2 separate regions of the Sus scrofa genome follow, and region 1 is linked to region 2. A link is a contact called in public HiChIP or PLAC-seq data. All regions are on one chromosome and are shown on one strand. The core of a region is the stretch at or near the end of the contact, and the rest is flanking DNA. Distances in the headings are between cores, read along the strand shown.

Region 1 (2,753 bases), core at 153-2,652, 340 kb after region 2:
AGAGCAAAGCTAGGCGGTAACCGTACTGAGCTTTATTTTTCCCGCCACACCATCAGTATACCTTTTTGTTGTTGTTTTTTTCTTTTTCCTGTTTTTAAACAGACTAGACAAGATGCATAAATATTCTTCACTTTATGGTTTGACAAATGAAAATAAACCTTCTAGTGATTACATAGGAGAAAAATCAATGGGATACCAAATAACAAACTTTGTTCTGTCAGATAACAATCCATCTGGAGTAGCTCTCTTTAGAATAGAGAGATTCCAAGATTCCACAGTCATTCCAGAAAGGAGGCAGATCAGTCCTGGAGAGCACTGACAACCAAGATGCATTTGGGAGGGGCGGATATAAGAAGCAGGGACATTGCGGATGGTGTCATCAGGGGAGGGAGGCCTGTCTGAGGAAGAACCGTTTCAGTTGAGACTTGAAGGGCGAGAAGGAGGCCACCACGAGTAAGCAGGAGAGAAAGCATTCCAGGCAGCAGGAGTAGCAGATCTGAAAGTCCTAAGTTCAGGGACAGCTTGATAACATTCCAAGAATAGAAAGAAGGCAAGTGTTGTCAGAAGTCACCAGTGATGGGGAGAGGTAGGCTGGGAGGGGTCACTACGGCCCTTGCAGGCTGTGATGGAGAATGTGGGTTTTCTAGGAAACAGTTGAAGGATTGGGCAAACACATATGTGTACAGTGCTATCTTAAAAAAAAAAAAAAATCACTTCATGCCATGTCAGGAATAATTGGAGAGGATTTGAGAGGAAGCTCAAGCAGCTTGGTTAGGGATAGTCCCTGGCCTATAAGCTTGTCAGGGTTCTGCAAGGGTTGAATACCTGAAAGAAATTATTAGCCACAAACTGAAATCAATACATGTTTAATAAAAATATGCAGTGTCAACACTTGCCACCCTCATTTGGCAACTTCAAATTTGATATTCATTAAAATTTTGATATCATTACATTTGAAACCATTGCTAGGTCACATTTCCTCATTTTGCAGTAAATTTCTGAGGATGCATAATGGGGTTCTTAAAAATCATAAACATAGACTAAAGAGTTACTCAGAGCCATATAGTTTCCAAGGAAAACTTCTTAAAAATCTTTTAAAAATTGGGGGGGACCCTAGAAAATAATTACACTTAGTGTATGATGTGAGTTCATTTTAATGTTTAATATGATTTGGTCTGGGCTTTCCAAAGTATGCGTATTTAAGAGCCACAAAAGTCTTCACAGGGACCTGGGTGGTAAAATAGAGATGGAAGAAACTGGCCACATTGAAAAATCTATCCAAGGACTCCTTTCAGCTTGCTGGTCGTTGAGGAGTAAAGGAGGAGACTTCAAGCTTTCTGACTTGAGTAACTGGGTGCCAGCATGAGAGTGAGTGTATGTGGCAGAAAGTTAATATAGGGGAAGAAGGAAGTTTGGACAGGGCATGTGGGGGTGTGGATTAAGAGGTTTCTTGTAACACAATGGATAAGAGGTCTAGGTGTTGCCCAAGGTCAGTGATGGGGGATCACACACGTTCCCTGCCCTCTAAGAACTTGCAGCCTGAAGGTCTTTGTTTCCTAGGCTTCCCTAGGGGCATAGAACCGGAGCACAGCACACTACGTCAGGAAGTGCTTTTTATACAGGTGAAGTGACCTCAGTGGTTGTCTCAGCATCGGCGGGGGATGGGTGGGGGGGACACTACAGATGGACAGAGGCTTCTGCCGGTTGCTGCCACTTCGCCTTGTTGAGATTTAAAGCCATCTTAGGCTGATCTGCTGTATGACAGAAATATCTACACAGTCTGTGTTCCTGCCCATCTCTAGGAGAGATGGGAGCGCATAAGGGTGAGATTTGCTGAGGCAGAGCATTTCCATGTATTAGACCTACTGTAGGTCAAGTTGAGGCGTTCAGGAGGAAGGTTAGGAGGATGGAAAATATTAAACAGAGAGGTTTAAACACAGAAGTAAAATCCGTCCTTACTGTCTTGTTGCAGTTTTAACTGGTGTTCTAATTAAAGGTTCCTTTATGGAGGCAATCATAAAACTTATTGAAGCAAATCATTTTAATAACTAGTTTTTTGTTGCTATAGAGAGATTCAGAAATAAGTTCAGGCAAGATTAAGGAGACCCTGGGGAATTAAAATACTGCTTTACTTTGTAATTCTGACATAGTGCTGACCCTGATGTTTCACCTGGTCTTAGAGCTCCTCCTACTGGCCAGTTCCATAATGCGTGTATATCCTTGAACAATCTCTGATTGGAGAGCTGTGATTTAATGGGTCACAATTCAGAATACTTTCCGAGTTTATTTTAACAGTGGTTTGTTTGAGATGTTATTTTCATAATCAAATAAGGTTTCTGTTTCTATTAATTGTCTACATGCTGCCTATTTATCTGTGAAGGGGGTGGAGGGGAGACGTTTCATAAAATGCTGTTGTTTAAATGTTCTAAAGTCATCCAAATGGTCATTCCTTACTAGCTCCAGTTGGTGTTGTGGACCAAAGTCTTATGAAAGATTTTGCTGGCCCTGCTGGAGAGGTGTCAGCATATGGCCCGGGAGTTGTCAGTCCTGCCGTGGTACAAGATGGTGACGGCAGAAGGGATGTCAGAAGCCTGGCTAAAGCTCCACCAGTGCAGTACATTGAAGGAAAGGTATGGCAAATTAGTCGAATAAATGGTTTTAAATATGTCCTCGGACTAGAGGCTGTCTATTGCACATGTCGCGTCAGAACTCAAATATCATTTAAAACGAGTCACTGTCTGTTCTCTGTTGAT
Region 2 (2,903 bases), core at 33-2,532:
ATACATACTTTCAGGTTTTATAAAATCTAAAAATCTGTGTATCTAATTTTACATTGAAGATTAAGTATATGGTGTACATTACACGGTATGAATGTATCACAATGAATTTTTATTTTAAATTTACTCTACCCATACTATAGAAAATTAATTTAAAACAGATGTAAATTTGGACAAAATGTTTTCACAAAATCTCATTCATAAAGACAATCATACAATAGGTAATATATCTTAGCTTGTTATCTCTAGGACCTGTTGATACCAATCGCCCACTGTTACTACGGAGTTCAATAATCAACATTTTATGTGGCACATCAGTAATACAACAGTGTACCTAGACAAGAACCCAAAGTTGTACATTACATTTGGGTTTTTTTTAATGGTTTTTATTTTTTCCTTTATAGCTGATTTACATTTAAAGCAAGGTTACTGAGCCTATAGGTACTAATTAAAAGAGCCATTAATAGTCACTATAAAATATGAAATAATAAAGAGGCATACTTTTTTTCAAAAAAAATGTTGGTCTTCTATTTAAAGAAAGAGGTTGGTGGCTTAAAACAGTTCGAAAAACTCTGCCTCAAAATATCCTCTTAGGTAATAAAAATGATTAATGCAAAATCTGACTATGATAAAGTCTTTGTGTTTTAGAACTCCCTTTCAGTATTTTCATTATTTATAACCAAAGTTATCCAAGCATAATTCGAATACTACTGGGTTTAACATATCTATATCATTTGGCTTCCAAAATCACCAAAATGTGTTAAAATGAACACTCACTGTCCCAATGTTAGCCCCCTGAAGCCATACAGAATAACTTCTTTCCCTTCCACATTAAAGAATCCTCCAAATGGCTGAAGACAATTTACCATCCAAGCTAAGCACCTGGAGTCCTTCAGTCTTCCTCTTATGCTGTGGTTTCCAGGCTCCTCGCCACCCTGGCCTTCCTCCTCAAGACACACTCCCCATTGTCAGAATTCTAAATAAGGTCTGACTGCTACAGATCTAGATAGAAAGTTTTAGATTAACACATCATCTGCTTGCCAGTTTATTAGCTATCATAAGCATCAATCAAAACTCGGGAAAAGCTGAGCTTCGCAGCTAACTTTAGCTGAATATTTTAAATGCTTAGAAAGTGTGAATTTTATTTTTGCTCTAACAGTCAGATGTAAGACATCAAATTGAAACCTGATGTAATTCACATGGCAAATGCCAACACCAACGATCTAACCACAAAGGGTGGGGAGGGGCCGCTGAGACACGTAAAAAAAGTGAATCAGTCTTTACCATGGGATTCTTACCAACTGGGTGACTTCTCTCTCTGGAGAATATGAAATCTTCTCTCTATGTACGCTAAACATCCTGTTTTCATGTCACTTTCTTCCTATAAAGATAATTTTTCTGTATACATATCTGAGGTTTACAAATGTTCTTGACTAAATTTGTAAGTCTAGGGGGCAGTGTGTAGAAACAAAATTATAAGCCTCTGCCTCAACCTTTAGTAAAATTAACATTATTTATGTCCTAGCTAGCATAACTTTAAATTAAAACTACAATTATTCTTTATATTTTCATCATATAATTCAGTTTTTGCCTCTGACTATTTGCTAAGGGCAAAGAACATTACTATACAATGCAAAGGCTGGTTTTAATAGTTCCAAGATCTATTAATTTGTACCTCTGACATTATAAATGCTTGTTTAAAGGAAATTTTATCTGCTAAACTGTTTGTTGTAGAAACTGTTTGCCCATGTCAAGCTGTAACCGCTGTGTGACAGGAGCTTCTGTAATAGGGAATTAACTCACTTTCACTATTTGGCTGACTTAGCTCTGTAACTTCCCTGGTATGGAAGGGGTGGGGTTTGCTTGTTGGACTGAGAACATCAAGATCCTTCCTATTGGCTTTTTCCTTTCAGGGCATGAAAAGTGTTGGGATCCAATATACCTCCTTCAAAAATGTGTATGGGAAAAGAATCTGAAAACGAATGAATGTGTGTATACGTATAACTGTATCACTTTGTTGTACAGCAGAAATTATCACAACAACTATACTTCAATAACACTTTAAACATGGAAAAAAGAAAGAAACCCTTCAACAATACAGATCATGTATCTTCACTGTATCTTCCTAACCCTTGGCTCCGAACTTTCCAAATGTGATGTGCTCCACGATGTTTCCTAGTTGAAGTGAACTGAATTAGTCTTCATAACAGCTCTCACTTAAGGCTAAATTTTATGGCCACTAAGGTGGAACATGAAAGGTCCGAAGAAATCAAAGACTTTTTACCTCTTCACTAGGTTTAAAAGATTTGTTCCAGAATGGGGCTGCTCTTACATACACGGAGTGTCCTCTAGAATATAACGGAAGCCTTTTGGTTGAAGGCGACAAAAACTTAACCCAAGCAAGTTAAACAAGGACGATTTATTGCTTCAATATAACAGAGAGGGTCCTACTTCGGCTGAGCTCAGAGGCTCCAACAATATCTTCAGGATCATCTCCTCTTTCCTTCTCTGGCCCCCTCCTTCTGCGCCATGTTCCTTCTCAGGAAGACTCCCCTTCACTCCCTGCCAGCCATCAATCTGAAGCTTACAGCTTTCCATTCACAACCCAAAAGGAAGACAGACCCTCTTATCAAATCTTTATAGAAAGACTGGTTAACTCCACTTGGACCATGTATCCCTCTCAGGGCAGGAAAGCAAGACCTCGTGATGGACAGAAACCCAAGGAGAGGGAGAGGGAGGCCCCCAGAGGGACGGAAGCTACACAGAAAAATGCTGGACGTCCACTCCACGATCCAAAGTCGGAAATCCCAAGTCCCTCTTTTCCCCTCCTGGACATGATGAAAATAAAACCATAGTCTGCCAAGCTGATTTCTTAGATGTAACATTTGTACAGTACACTCTCATTT

Evidence for each region. HiChIP or PLAC-seq counts read pairs in DNA pulled down with a chosen protein or histone mark.
Region 1: an H3K27ac HiChIP or PLAC-seq map of alveolar macrophages shows a contact between it and region 2, with 4 times the contacts expected there. The contact joins two enhancer-like sites. A contact is called at or near these places in 1 of 47 Hi-C or Micro-C datasets (epiblast stem cells) and 1 of 2 datasets of contacts at active chromatin or transcription factors (alveolar macrophages).

The regions. Positions count from the first base shown.
Region 1 is chr1:32,583,554-32,586,306 of Sscrofa11.1, forward strand. It overlaps EPB41L2 (band 4.1-like protein 2), which reads left to right. Exons shown (of 18, transcript XM_021088293.1): 12 at 2,458-2,630. Among named protein-coding and RNA genes, the nearest start is that of SMLR1, 120 kb to the right of the region's middle. Within about 2 kb of position 1,403, at least 12 of the 83 cell types and tissues checked have an H3K27ac peak or open chromatin away from gene starts, as enhancers often do. A contact at or near this core is called in alveolar macrophages, where this site is marked.
Region 2 is chr1:32,244,754-32,247,656 of Sscrofa11.1, forward strand. All of the region lies in intron 8 of AKAP7 (A-kinase anchor protein 7), which reads right to left. Among named protein-coding and RNA genes, the nearest start is that of AKAP7, 120 kb to the right of the region's middle. Within about 2 kb of position 1,283, at least 8 of the 83 cell types and tissues checked have an H3K27ac peak or open chromatin away from gene starts, as enhancers often do. A contact at or near this core is called in alveolar macrophages, where this site is marked.